Linked DNA regions of Zea mays: region 2 is linked to region 1. The links are chromatin contacts, called in public Hi-C maps. All regions are on one chromosome and are shown on one strand. The core of a region is the stretch at or near the end of the contact, and the rest is flanking DNA. Distances in the headings are between cores, read along the strand shown.

Region 1 (7,051 bases), core at 2,410-4,909:
GACATCACGGAGGCGCGCAGCGTGGGGGGAGCAGGGGTGGGGAGGGGGCTAGGGGATGGGGGGTTGCAGATCCCCGGCATCACGGACGCGCGCAGCGTGGGGGAGCAGGGGCGGGGGCTGGACGTATAGATGGCCAAAAAGCACGAGGCCCGTGAGCCCGGCACGAAGCCCGCTTTTTGGGCCCGGTCCGAACCCGGCACGGTAGAATAAGCGGGCGGGCTTGGACAGGAAACTAGGCACGGCGGGCTAGCCCGGCACGGCCCGTTTACCTTTAAGCCCGTTAAGCCCGATTTTTTTACACTAAAACGTGCTTACCGGCCCGTTTAGCCCGCTTTTTGGCCCGTTTTTTCGTGCTAAACGGGCCGGCCCGGCCCGTTTAGGCCCGCTGCGGGCCGGGCTTGGACATAAAATTAAGCCCGCTGGTACAGCAGGCCCGGCCCGGTTTTTGGCCGGGCTTCACCGGGCCCGGGCCGGGCCGGGCCGGGCGGCCCGTTTGGCCATCTCTAGCTGGACGGCAGCTATTGCGCAGGGGTTTGCGGCGTGCTGCCGTGCGGTGCGGGAGGCCGTTGCTGGACGGGAGCGGGGCAGTCTACAAATGGCTCTTAATAGTTGTAGAGATATATATAATAATGATATAATGCATGCAATGCAACTTGGCCATCATCCTCCCAATCCCGTCCGCGCGTATAGGCTGGCCGGTGGCGCGTAGCCAGCTCGCCGTGGCAGTTACGCGCCGCGTACGTACGGCGGTAACAGTGTACACGGTCCTCGCCCATGCAGCGCACAGCCCCACCGCCCACCGGCAGCAGGTTTGCTCTTTGGGTTGGGGGCGTACGGAGCAGGTGCGCATGCCGAGCCGGGCACATGCGAGGACCCTGACCTGACCTGACCTGTCACGGCGTGCCCCACCGTACGCCCCTCCTGCCTGCCTATAAAATAAACATTAAAAAATACGATTCAGGGAGGATCGCACTCGCTGCAGGCCGCACAACTGTCAAGTACGGTACGGGAACATGACGGACGTACGCGCGGTGCCAAGGCAACTGCCGAGACCATCGTGTCCAGCGGTGGCGCGCCCATGCGGCCATGCCGTACAGTCCGGAATCACGGGCCGCCGTCCTTTGGTGGAGTTTAATAATTTCGCTAGTTTATTTTTAGTTCCTAGAAACCAAATACTCTCCTGCCGCCATCTCCGTCACTGGTTCGGTTTCGTTGCCTTTCCAATAACAAGTTGAGTGGTGAACAGAAAGATTTTTTTTTAAAAAAAAATTATCTCTTTTTCTTTGTTAACACTATCAGCTAGTAATATATTTTCTTCTTTCTCGGTTGTGGCCCATATTTTGCAATAACCTATCTTGTTCCCCTTACTTTCTCCTTCAATGAAAATAACGGTAATTTTATTCATTCCAGCTATATACGCTTTTCCTACGTAAGTTTATGCATTCTGTCCAGGATTACCCCCAAGATATTTTTGACGCTTTTGGCAAAGAAACATGCATGAGTGCTGTCAAAAAGGTTTCTAAATATATGCACAGGGTAAATCTTATGCCACCAGTAGTATTAGTAGATAAAGGCATATACATGCTTGCTAAGATTTTATTCATTCGACTATGCACGATCACATGTTAAATATGAAGCGAACCGAATTGTGAGTGTGAAAATTTGCATATGGTGCTAAAAGTTAGTAACATAAAAGTGTACCGTATATGCTTGAGAGTCACTGGATAATAGGTAGCAGAAATGAAGCCATCGGTCGGCATGTTTGTAGATATGAGCTCACACATATTAATTAGTTACTTGATGCCGACTAATAACAAGAATAATGATCAACCTGTAATCTATTAAAATTTTGGTCGTAAAATGATGTTTGATAGTAATTAATTGAACTCATATAATGGTGTTTATCGGAATATGAATTGGTCGGACTACTAGTTCACAAGAATTCATAGACATATATTATTATATGATGTTAGTACTGTACTACTGTGACGATTTTTATTTGGAATATGTAAATTATTGTTGCATAGTCTTTTTTTTGTAATCAGATGCATAAACAAAATATTTTAGGCCAGACTAGTCGATACATTACGCTCATAAAAAAATCTAGCAATGTCAACATATACATTATTTCTGTCTACATACTTACCTTAGAATGAAATCCATATCGTTGTGTGAATCCTTGTCGACAATCTCCCCGCAGTAACAGTAATTAATTAATGATCATAGAGGTCCTGAGAACTTCGTTGTTCAGTGAAGATCGTTATAAACTGGGTTGACGCCGAGATGGGTGAAGCTAGATCTCAAGGATCAGACACCAACGAGGGCTGAGGTCACCATGGATCAAAGAATGTAGCTGGTAACCAACGTTTTTTTTTTTGTGTGTGTGTGTGTGTGTGTGGCGAAGAACGACGAACGACGAGATTATATTTACGAGGAAATTAAACCACCGTACCAGATGATAAGAAATCGCCTGGAAGAGACCCCGTCGTCAGGTAAGGATGTTGCCGGGTTGCCCTATAGGTCGGTCGTCAAGTCTAGGACGCTATATCCTTGGTCATCGGATCAATAGATGGTTGGAAAAAAAGGAATAAAGAAAACTGATTAAACGTACGTCGATCGTGTGTTTTGGATACCTCAGTCAGTAAGACATAGGTCACCATTGTATAACGAGTAAGCTAGGAAGGTCATGTCTGTTATAGACCTCTTGAAATTAACATGAGTCGATCCAACTCAAAATGCCAGCATAGCCAAGCTAGCAATAATCAGTGTGCCATACCATAGGTCGTCCTTTGCTGCGTGAAGGACGAGGAGGATCATGAGCTGACGCGGAACGCAGGCAGCTGCAGCTCTGCCAATCATGCGTTTGAATGCAGCGAAGGACGACGACGACGCCAGGCAGCCGCCACAGCTTTGGAGCCGGAGGAGAGCTCCATCTCCGGCCTAATTTGGGTACTCTAGTATTAACCTCAATCCACTTGTATTGAGATAGATTGGGGTGTAACTTAAACTAATTTACACCCCAATCCACCTCAACACATGTGGATTGAGGTCAATACTAGAGTACCCAAACAAAGCCTCCGTGGGAACACGCTCCAAGAGAGTAGACGCGGGACGGGGGAGCAATTACTTCATTACTGAGACCCTCTTGGGTGCCGTTTGGTTCACGAAATGTAACGTAAATGGTAATGGTAACGACTCACACTCGAATACCGGTGGTAACAAATTTGAATAAGGATGTATCCATTTGTAGTGTGGTATGGACTTAAACAAACATGATCTAACATTATTTGTTATCCATTACGTTACCAATATGTGAACCAAACAACACCTTGATTCTTCCTGAATCAAAGCTAGAGAATGTGGCGGCGGAGGGGAGCGGCTGCACATGGCCAAGTGCAGCGCTCTTTTCTCCTGCCAGCGACGCACTTCTTTTTGGCATGCGCAAAAACAGGGGAGGGGGGTTGCAGGAATGTGGTCTTCGGTCACTAATGTGTACTACCAAATGTTTTGCTTTTTTTTTTTTGGTTTCGTGTGAAAGACTGAAAGAGACGAATGTTCCGTTTGGTGGCTGGTCAGTTCGACGTTCCATATATAGGAATGCAGTCTCGTTTGTAGGTTCGCCCTTGCACTTGGGCCTTGGGGATTGAACAGCAATGGGCCTACGCGCCCACTGATCGGTTGGTGGGTCAAATGGGCTTGGGCCGGTTTACCTCTGGGTCTCTGCTGGTTTTGCTTGTCCTTGCATTGATTGTGAATGTCCAAAAAAAAAGAACAAAAAACTACAAAGTGGGGATTGCTGCGAATCTGGAAAGAAGGCTGCTTATCTGGAACCGTGCAAAAGATGGTACCAGATACAAGGTACGGAGCCAGTGAATTTGCACGAGTTCGGCGTTGCAAATGTCAAATACGAAGTGTGCGAGCTATTCCATGACTGCAGGCAGGGATGATGAGCAAACGAATTTCGCTCTCAAGCCCTGCCCTACCGAGCACCAGGCTAGTAGAGGCAGTGTCACACACCGCATGCACCCACATGCCACTGTAATATATATATATATATTACTCCGTGCCTTGGATTCGAAGACACACGTACGGCGAAGAAGAGAAACGTGCGGCGGCCGGTTCGTCTAGTGGTATACTCGAGTGCTCGCTCTATCACGAGCCACTACTCCAGCTCCAGCTAGTACGTGCGTACGTAGAAAGTCCTGTCGCCGTCCGAAACGAAAAGGCTCTCGTGATGTGACGATGGACTCATGTCCTACTTAATTGAGTACTCTCTCGTTGTATAAATATTGTTTAGCTAGCTAATCAGTCAGTTGATGCATGGCACTCCTACATGCATGCATGTGAGATGAGATGATCTGAGATGGAGGAAACGGAAATAATCCTCTCCGGCCCCAACTAAACAAACCAAACAAGTTGACGACGTGCAGCTCCAAAGTCTTGCCACTAGTTCCGCGCGCGCGCGCGCCTCCTTTTCAAAGCGGCCAGTGAAGTTTGAAAGAAAGCCACACAATTGCGCGACCGATTTTCCTGACCGACCGCGCTTGCTTGCGGCAGCTAGACCAACGGGCCGGCGTGTACGTAGACTGCTTGCGGCCATCGGGACCGTCGCCCATTTTCCACGAAGCTACTACATGACCGACCATGGATATAGATATGGGTTTGCCTCGATGGGGAATGCTGTGCCTGTGCCGTAGGTAGGAGAGGGAGGAGACCCTTGGATTTTTCACCGCCGCGCCGGCCCCGGCAGTCAACTGCTAGTCTACTAGCAGATGAGCGTGAAACGCGAATGCATGGGATGCGTGCGTGTATCCATATATGTCTATGTAGTGCTAGAAATATAGATCGGTTTTTTTTTAACCAGCACAAGTACGATCTAAAAAATAGGAGTCAAAGTACGGTATGACATGAAAATAATATGAATCGAGCTAGTACGGTCTGAAGACGGGTCTTAACGGGACCTTAAATTTCGACTTGTTGACCTCCCAGGCACGGCCCACATAGGACCGAGCTTAAGCCGACACTGTCCAATGAAGTCTAAGTTGTTTAATTTCTTAAATTTGGTAAGTTATCGACTTTATATTGTTGTGATATTTGAAGTTTATGTGGTCAAATGATACTAGAATTGTTTAATATCTTTAATTTAGTAAGATATGAATTTTATATGGTTGTAATATTTTAATTTTATGTTGTCAAATATATGGTCCAGATTTGGATCGATACAGTCCAACGAAGCCACAACGAGGTTTAGGATCGAGCTGGACCACTTTTGTACAGTTTGGACTGACACGACACAGCCTAAAAGTTTTTTTTGACTTTTCTGGCACGAACATGTTTGATACGAAACACGATGATCTCGGACCATGGTCCGACCTAATTCCCAGCACTATGTCCATGGTATTTGATACTCCGAAAACCACAGAACGACCACGTTTTTTTTTCTAGAACGGTTGATTTGATACATGGATCCACTTTTCACTGCTACTCTCGCCCCTTCGGAACTGGAAAGGCCGGGAAACATAGTTCCATTCTTGTTGGGAAATTTTTTTGCAAGGTCAAGGTAAAAAAAGGCGGGGCTACATGGCCCACTTTTACCCTTTGACATCCAATGCATGCTAGCATGCACATATGCTGTAGTACGTACAGGAGTATATGACCGAGTTCTGGGGGTAATAATTAATACTCACTACGTACGTTCTAAATTAAAATTCGTTTAAATAATTAATGTATTCGTACAATATTTAATGTATATGTTTTATATATGACTAGATTCATCATTATATATATATATATATCAAGAGCTAACATAGATACTGAGGAAGTAAGTGTTATCTGGTTTGAAAACTAAGTCACTCCATCATGTTATTATTCTTCCCTTTTCTGGTTTTCTGGAATAGACACAGGGTTTATCAACTGTTGCCTCATGACACATGTTTCATGACCTAATATATAGAACTAGCGGTATGCGGATTAGTCCGGCTCATTCCACTAAATTTAAAGAATCAACTAAATTTAAAGAATCGACTTATATGATGTAACACTTCACGTAGAATAGAGTGATGATTTCTCGAACAAAACATCCGAGATAACAACTACATGTTTGAGGATTCGTGAAATTACCATTATATATATATATGTGGTGGCATGGAGTCATCATACGCGTGCACGATTCACGTAAAAGTGTAAAAGCACAGTGTGTAAATAGATAAATAAGTATAGATACCATACAGCTTGTTCGCTGCGGCTTGCTGCGGCTGCAATCCGGCTGCGGCTGCGGCTTCTACAGTATTTTTCTCTCTATGGATTGCAGCTGCAGCAATCCAAACAGCTGCAACAGTGTCGGCTTGTAGCCAGCCGAACACGCCCATAGATTATATTAGTTATACGTTCTCCTCGTCGTCGTCCCCTGGAACATGCATTTAGAACTGATGATGATCTGCCGAGCTAGCGAGGTGACTTCGTCGTCGAGAGCTGGAACTTCCAGACTCGTCGATCGGTATATGCGGCGAAGAGGGGGTGTGGAGGACATTTCCAAGAACTAGCTGGTGGCAGCTAGTAGCATCACCTGACGACGAACGAAAGGAACTAATTAAACGGCTATAGAGATCTTTGAAGCTTGAGCAACAAGCAGGGTAGGGTTTAGTAGGACCACTTTGAACACTTGAACAACGTACACGGGTCGTCACGGCAGCGATCGATACGACGCGACGAGTTTCTATCGACCGATATGGCACGTGCTATATATATATATGATACATTAACCACGCACGGAAAAATTTATACGCGCGCCGAGAAATAACGTATCCATCCGCCTGCATATGCCTGTCTGTCTCGGATGCTCGACGGAGAAGAAGAAAGAGAGAAAACACGGCGGGAGGAACGGCGTGCGGCGTGCCTCCTCGGAAGCTCATGTGAAGCTTCCGCAGAGCAGACCGGCCGGGTCGAGATGTAGCGTTGCTTGGACTGCATGCGAGCGCGAGCGTGACTGAAACCGATGGCCGTGGGGAGGGAAGAAGCTAGAGGGCGCGCGCAGCTGGCGGTAGATCCTAGC
Region 2 (7,051 bases), core at 2,018-4,517, 200 kb after region 1:
GGTCGAAAAGTTTCGACTGGTCTGTCTTGAGGACCAACTGATGGTAGCACTATATATTATTTGGCATGTTCTAGCTGCAAAACTAATATATCATCGAAGATATTGTATCTGCCGATCCACCATCGTCTAATACAGTTACCACATAAATCACTTGAACTGCAGCATAAAATATAGCAACAATCAGTCAAGCTACCTCGCCTCATGGTAATATAACATCTTGAACAACCATAATACAAAATGAAATGCAGTTCTGTCACGACAACATCGCATTCATAAGCAATACCACCCATCTAGTACCTAGCAAGCATCACCACACGAACCTCAAACTGACGAGTACTAACAGCGATACAAGGAATATCATATCTGTACCAAGCACTGCGGAGAATGACTTAGGTCTCTTCCTCTTCTTCCTCCTCCTCCTCGTACTCCTCATCCTCGGCAGTGGCATCCTGGTACTGCTGATACTCGGCCACCAGGTCGTTCATGTTACTCTCTGCCTCGGTGAACTCCATCTCATCCATACCCTCGCCTGTGTACCAGTGCAAGAAAGCCTTCCTCCTGAACATGGCCGTGAACTGCTCGCTGACGCGGCGGAACATCTCTTGGATGGAGGTTGAGTTGCCAACGAATGTGGAGGACATCTTCAGGCCAATTGGTGGAATGTCACACACACTCGACTTCACGTTGTTGGGGATCCACTCCACGAAGTAGGAAGAGTTCTTGTTCTGCACGTTCAGCATCTGTTCATCCACTTCCTTGGTGCTCATCTTCCCACGGAACATAGCAGATGCCGTGAGGTAGCGGCCATGACGAGGGTCAGCAGCACACATCATGTTCTTGGAGTCCCACATCTGCTGGGTCAGCTCTGGCACGGTGAGAGCGCGGTACTGCTGGGAGCCCCGCGAGGTCAGTGGAGCAAATCCAACCATGAAGAAGTGCAGACGTGGGAAGGGGATCAGGTTCACTGCAAGCTTCCGGAGGTCAGAATTCAGCTGACCAGGGAAGCGAAGGCAGCACGTAACACCACTCATGGTTGCAGAGATAAGGTGGTTGAGATCACCAACTGCACACACAAAAAAAATGTTAACAGGCATCCTTATGTCTGTACAAAAAAAATGTTAACAGGCATATTACTCCAGGCCTTTAATACAAGTAATATCAATTAGAACACTGCCAGGTATGAGGCAAAAATATCTGGCCCCTTCAATATTACATACAAATTGAACGGTTTATTAGCTCAATGAACACATGTATAGCAAATAAACTATGAAACATATGCTGGAAATATACAAGAGTTCAAGACAAGCAGATAATAATGCATTTGCTACATAAGCATAAAAAAAATATATTCAAAGTGTTCAAGGCAAAAAGAAATGAGTGTTATGCATATCATAACACTTCTTACTGAGTGTTTACAAATTACATGTATAACAAAAGCAGAATGGTAAACGTACTGGAAATATACAAGATAGGTAATGTTGGCCACACTTCAGCAAATGTATCAATAAACATGTTTCCACACATAATGAACAACTATTTTCCTTATGCTGCATTCCAGACAAAAACAAATGAGTGCTATGCATGTCATGACACTTCCTGGGTTACAACCCATATGTTTATTGTTAACAGGTTTTTAAGCATCATTTTGTAGCTGATCATTTACATGTATATGACAAACAAATGGGAAATGCGTACTGGAGACATACAAGATAGAATATGTGCCAGACTAAGACATCATATAGTCAATAAACATATTAGCAAAACAGAGTGAATAACTAGTCTGCTTACGCTGCATTCCAGACAAAAAGAAATGAGTGCTATGCATATCAAAACACCTCCTGGGGTTACAACCCATATGTCTATTATTAACATGTTTTTCAGCATCATGTGGCTGATCATTTACATGTATATAACAGACAGAATGGAAAAAATGTGTAATGGCAACATACAAGATAGAATGTATGTGCTAGAGTATGACAGCAAATAGTCAATAAACATGTTAGCAAATCACAGTGAACAAACTAGTCTGCTTGTGCTGCATTCCAGACAAAAAGAAATGAGCGTTTGCATATCATAACGCTTCCGTGAGTTATGACCCACACATAGTTATAACAATAAATAATATTGGCGCAAAGCATAAACAGATAAAACACTGCATCATCAATTTGCAACATACATGCAAACATGTTATTATACTGTAAACTAGATAATGCCAAATAAATCAACAACAGAAACTGATAGGAATAGGATACAGATGCAAAAATGGAAAGCGTAACGCCAAGCAAAAGAGCAATCAGCACTTACAGGTTGGTGTGGCAAGCTTGAGCGTGCGGAAGCAGATGTCATAGAGAGCCTCGTTGTCGAGCACCATGCACTCGTCTGCGTTCTCAACGAGCTGGTGAACGGAGAGCGTGGCGTTGTAGGGCTCCACAACAGTATCAGACACCTTGGGCGACGGGAAGACAGAGAATGTCAACATCATCCGGTCCGGGTACTCCTCCCTGATCTTGGAGATGAGCAGGGTGCCCATTCCTGAACCAGTACCTCCTCCCAGCGAGTGGCAGACCTGGAACCCTGCAGTATAAGGGAGAAAATGCATCATACTCGAACACTAAAGGCTGTCAAGCGTCTAGCGCAGCAATCGCTGAGAGGTACGAGAACTCTACGACAATGATGACAAAAAAAAGTAACAGCGCAATTCGTCGAGAAATGTCACGAATCGCTTAGATCTAGGTGAAATTGTTCAGATCTGCAGGCTCAGCGCAAGCGCAATGGCGCATAAACCCTAGATCCAGAAGGGCTCGTGTCTCCATAACCCCGGAAAACATCGGATCAGGTGGGATAGATCAGACAGACAATACATACCTTGGAGGCAGTCGCAGTTCTCGGCCTCCTTGCGCACGACGTCGAGCACGGAGTCGATGAGCTCGGCGCCCTCGGTGTAGTGGCCCTTGGCCCAGTTGTTGCCGGCGCCGGACTGGCCGAAGACGAAATTGTCGGGGCGGAAGATCTGGCCGAAGGGGCCCGAGCGCACGGAGTCCATGGTGCCTGGCTCGAGGTCCATGAGGACGGCGCGCGGGACGAAGCGGCCGCCGCTGGCCTCGTTGTAGTAGACGTTGATGCGCTCGAGCTGGAGGTCGGAGTCGCCGGCGTACTTGCCGGTGTGGTCGATGCCGTGCTCGTCGCATATCACCTCCCAGAACTTGGCCCCGATCTGGTTACCGCACTGCCCGCCCTGGATGTGGAGGATCTCTCTCATGGCGACTGGTTGGCGAAGGCTAGGATTCCGGCGAGGCGGTGGGTTTTGGGGGAGCGCGGAGGCAGCGGACTGGCTGAGTGTGTGTGACGACTGAGGAGGGAGGGGAGAGAGAGGTGGGAAGAGAGTGAGCCTTTATCGGAAGAAGGCTCTGTGTGCTGGGGCCATTTTCGTGCGGGGCGCGTTTTACGGACACGTCCCTGTAGAAAGCCCGAATTTCCTTTGCGCGAACATAAGGGCTTGTTCGAATCATGAGGGCTCGTTCGTTTTGGAGTGGATTGAGGGGGATTGGATTTAATCCCCTCCAATCCCCCTCAATCCACTCCAAAACGACCGTCCAATCCCCCTCAATCCACTCCAAAACGAACAAGCCCTAAAGTGGTTGAAGCTATCCCAGCAGTTCGTCAGCATCTCCACTATCTAAAATTAATTTAGAGTGCTAGTAACCAAAAAATATGCTCCAACGTTTCTTAAATAAGATTTCTAAATATACCGACTTTTTAAATATTTCTATTTATATGTCATGTATCATGTGTGCTTACGTGGCATATCATTTAATAAAAATAAAATTTTTAATGAAACTCTGACTAAGAATCGCTAGCCTAATACATTTAATTAATGTTTTTAACAACGCTTTAAGAAACTAAAATTGCAAAGGACAGAGGTAGTAGGTACTATCTTATCTGTAGGATATTTTTCTCGCACCACCACCAGTACTTCGACGTAAACAAACGTCCTATAGCCACTATGTCATGTATGCCCTATGGGCTTCACCAAAGGGCGCCAGCGGTGTCTTTCCCCTGCAGTGCAAAACCAAGGAACACTCTGAAGCTTTTTTTTCTCGTGAAAGGAGGGGGGAAAAGATGTGTCGCCGACGATTGGATGGCGATGCGCCAGCGACCGTACGGTTGGAAAAAGGTGCAAGGCGCGCCACTAGTGGCATGGCATCACGATCCACATGAACCGATCACAGATGAGCGAGGCCAAGGCCGAACGAAGCACACGCGGGGGCCGCCCCAGCGGGGCGCATCACGTGTCCCCGTGAAAGCGGGCGGGCGGGGACCACGGTTTACAAAACCGTTTCATATATAAAAACCGCTACCCACCGGTAACGGTTTACCAACGGTAAACCGGTAAAAACCGGTAAAAACCGACCGGTTTGACCAATTCAAATTAATTTGAATTCGAATCGGTTTACCGACGAAAAACCGGTGAAAAACCGCTCTAAACCGCCGGTTAACCGCGAAACGAACCGGTTTTTGCTGTTTTTTACAGAAAATGAAAAATTTTGACAAGTTTTTTTTGTAGTTTTCTCAATTCATATTGCATAGTAAATATTAATTGATCTACACGACATGTGTTCACCAAAATAACATATAACATACATATGCAACCATAAACTCCAGTTCTCATGCAACAAACAACCAACGAACTTTGCAATACTCAAATACAAGTTATTTTACAACTCTCCAAGGTGGCAACGATACATAGGTCGACTTTTTTCACAATACTCACATGTTTATCTCGAATCATAGTGATAGTACTAAGGCATGTTGGAAGGATCGTGATATTGTTCCAATCCGTTATAGTGATAGTGATAGGTCTATACAAAATATATGAGATACATTAACGAGAAAACAAGAACGGCAGATAAATATTTATCCACAAAGAAAAAACATACCGGTATGTGTGTTTGGTGTTTGTGTATTGCATGTGCACCTCACCAAGTGTTGGACTTTTCTTCCGATCAGCAAATCTTAGGAACACATATAGAAGAACTGGAGCTAAGGGTTCTAGATTGAGTCTTGTCTAGATGGATAGTTATTAGAAGAACTGAAGCTACTTGATCCACGAATTCCATCTTGGACACGAAATGAAACCGAAATTGACCACTAATGGGGTGTTTGGTTTGAGGAATGAGCTAGTTCATCATCTTCTCACTCCTCACTATTTTTGTTTGGTTCGTGGAATAGAATGAGTTGATCCATCACCAAATATGAAGAATGGTGACATCCCACCAAATCTGAGGAATGAACATATGATGCACCAACTTAATTTGGATGGATTGATTCCTCAAACCAAACACTCTATAAATGCCTAAACTGGACTTGAGCTACGGGTTTATCTTCACATATAACATATAACATCTTCACATATAGCATATAATAGTAAACAAGACTACTATGCCTAAATTAACAACTAAATACTCAGTTTTGGCATTAAATCTGGTTTTTCGGCAAAAATTAGCGGTTTACCGGTCTTAAATAACGGTTTACCGGTCCTAAAAAACGGTTTTTCAACGGTTTTCGGTTTTTATGAATTTTTTCAAAATTTTAAAATTTAGAACAAATTTTGAAAAAAAACCGGTGGTTTACCGAAACCGCACCCCAGCGGTTTCGGTAAACCGACCGGTTTACCGCCGGTTTTTACCGGTTTTGTAAACCGTGGCGGGGACCGGCCGGCGCACGTATCTGTAAACTGTTGTATCGCCACGGCCGGCCAGCCTGCCTTGCCGGTGAGCTGTCCGCTTCGCCCAGATCTCTGCACTTGCAAGTTAGGTATATACCTGGATTGCATTGCACTCCAAGCTACGCTACGTCGCTACTACGTACCATTATTATTACGATATATTAGCTGAGCTTCAGCCTTCGCCAACCGTACTTGATCGAGGAGTGGCAGCGTCTTCACTATGCCGAATTGATTGGTAGTGACAGCCAGCCAGCCATTTGCCTGCCCTCTTGCATTTTTTTTTTCTTCTTTCCCTCGTCGAGACAAAAAAAAAGATGGTAACTAGCGGTGGAGTTTTGTAGCTCAGCGCCATGCTCTTCAATGTCGACCGGCGCCACCGGTCGAGCGAAGCCGCAAGAAACGCCGCGACGACACGGCAGTAATTCGCCGGTTTTATTTTGCCGGCATGCGGTGAACCGGGCGTTAACTGTGTTTACGTTTCGACACGCGTTACATCTTTCCCTTTGTTCGTAGCAGTATAAACGACGGCCACCGAGTCGTCGCAATGCATATGTACTGACTGCCTCGACCGGCCTAGCTGCAACAACAACAAAAAAAAATCGATCGCATCGGCGGCATCTCTCTCTCTCTCTCTCTCTCTCTCTCTCTCGACCAGCCGTCGTCGACGTCGAGGGCCGTACTAGCTAGCTCGCCCGCCGTACACCGCACCTACCGGAGGAAGAAACCAATGGCCCGCGCCGTCGCCGCGCTCGTGCTCTGCGCGGCCGTGCTCGTCGCGGCGGCCCACGCCGGGCGCGTCCTCGACGCCGGGCTCGACGCCGCCGCGGCTGCCCTTGCGCCGGTGTCGCCGCCGGCACGCGTACCCGCGGATGCGGGCGGCGTCCTGGACGACCGGGAGAGGGGCGGAGCGATCGCCGACGTCCTGTGGTTCGTGCTCCAGTGGGCCAACCAGGCTGCCACCGGCGACAGGCGGAAGGCCTACTGAACCCATAAATAGCACGTGTGTCGTTTTTGACGTTTCTAAAAAATAAAGTACAGTGCTACTTCTACCAGCTACGTTGTTTGCAGTAGCAACAAAAAAGAATTAAGAACTGGGTTGTTTGCGTTCTGTTTAATCCACTATTTTAGTTTCCGGATAATTTATATAAGTTCAGTTTATTTGCTACCGAACTCTGGTGCTCTAACTTGTTCTCCGTACTTCTGTTAACCCCATCTGAAACAAAAAACTTCACTTCACTTCTGAGTATATAAAAAAACCAAGATTATTCTATGAATAAATTTAACGAACGGGCTTAGGATGCGTCACCTTATGCAGGGTGTGTTTGG

The links. A called contact is a pair of places that touch in the nucleus more often than the background predicts.
Region 2: a Hi-C map of ear shows a contact between it and region 1, with 2.6 times the contacts expected there. The contact joins the promoter of LOC542705 here to the enhancer-like site in region 1. A contact is called at or near these places in 4 of 25 Hi-C or Micro-C datasets (ear, leaf and tassel) and 1 of 3 datasets of contacts at active chromatin or transcription factors (leaf).

What each region holds. Positions count from the first base shown.
Region 1 is chr9:116,133,677-116,140,727 of Zm-B73-REFERENCE-NAM-5.0, forward strand. No RefSeq gene overlaps it. Among protein-coding and RNA genes, the nearest start is that of LOC103640198, 6.1 kb to the left of the region's middle. Within about 2 kb of position 3,660, at least 16 of the 20 cell types and tissues checked have an H3K27ac peak or open chromatin away from gene starts, as enhancers often do. A contact at or near this core is called in ear, leaf and tassel, where this site is marked.
Region 2 is chr9:116,329,894-116,336,944 of Zm-B73-REFERENCE-NAM-5.0, forward strand. It overlaps LOC542705 (beta tubulin 7), which reads right to left and starts at 3,268. Exons shown (of 3, transcript NM_001112218.1): 1 at 2,866-3,268; 2 at 2,305-2,574; 3 at 154-1,063. The coding sequence starts at 3,259. The coding sequence ends at 390.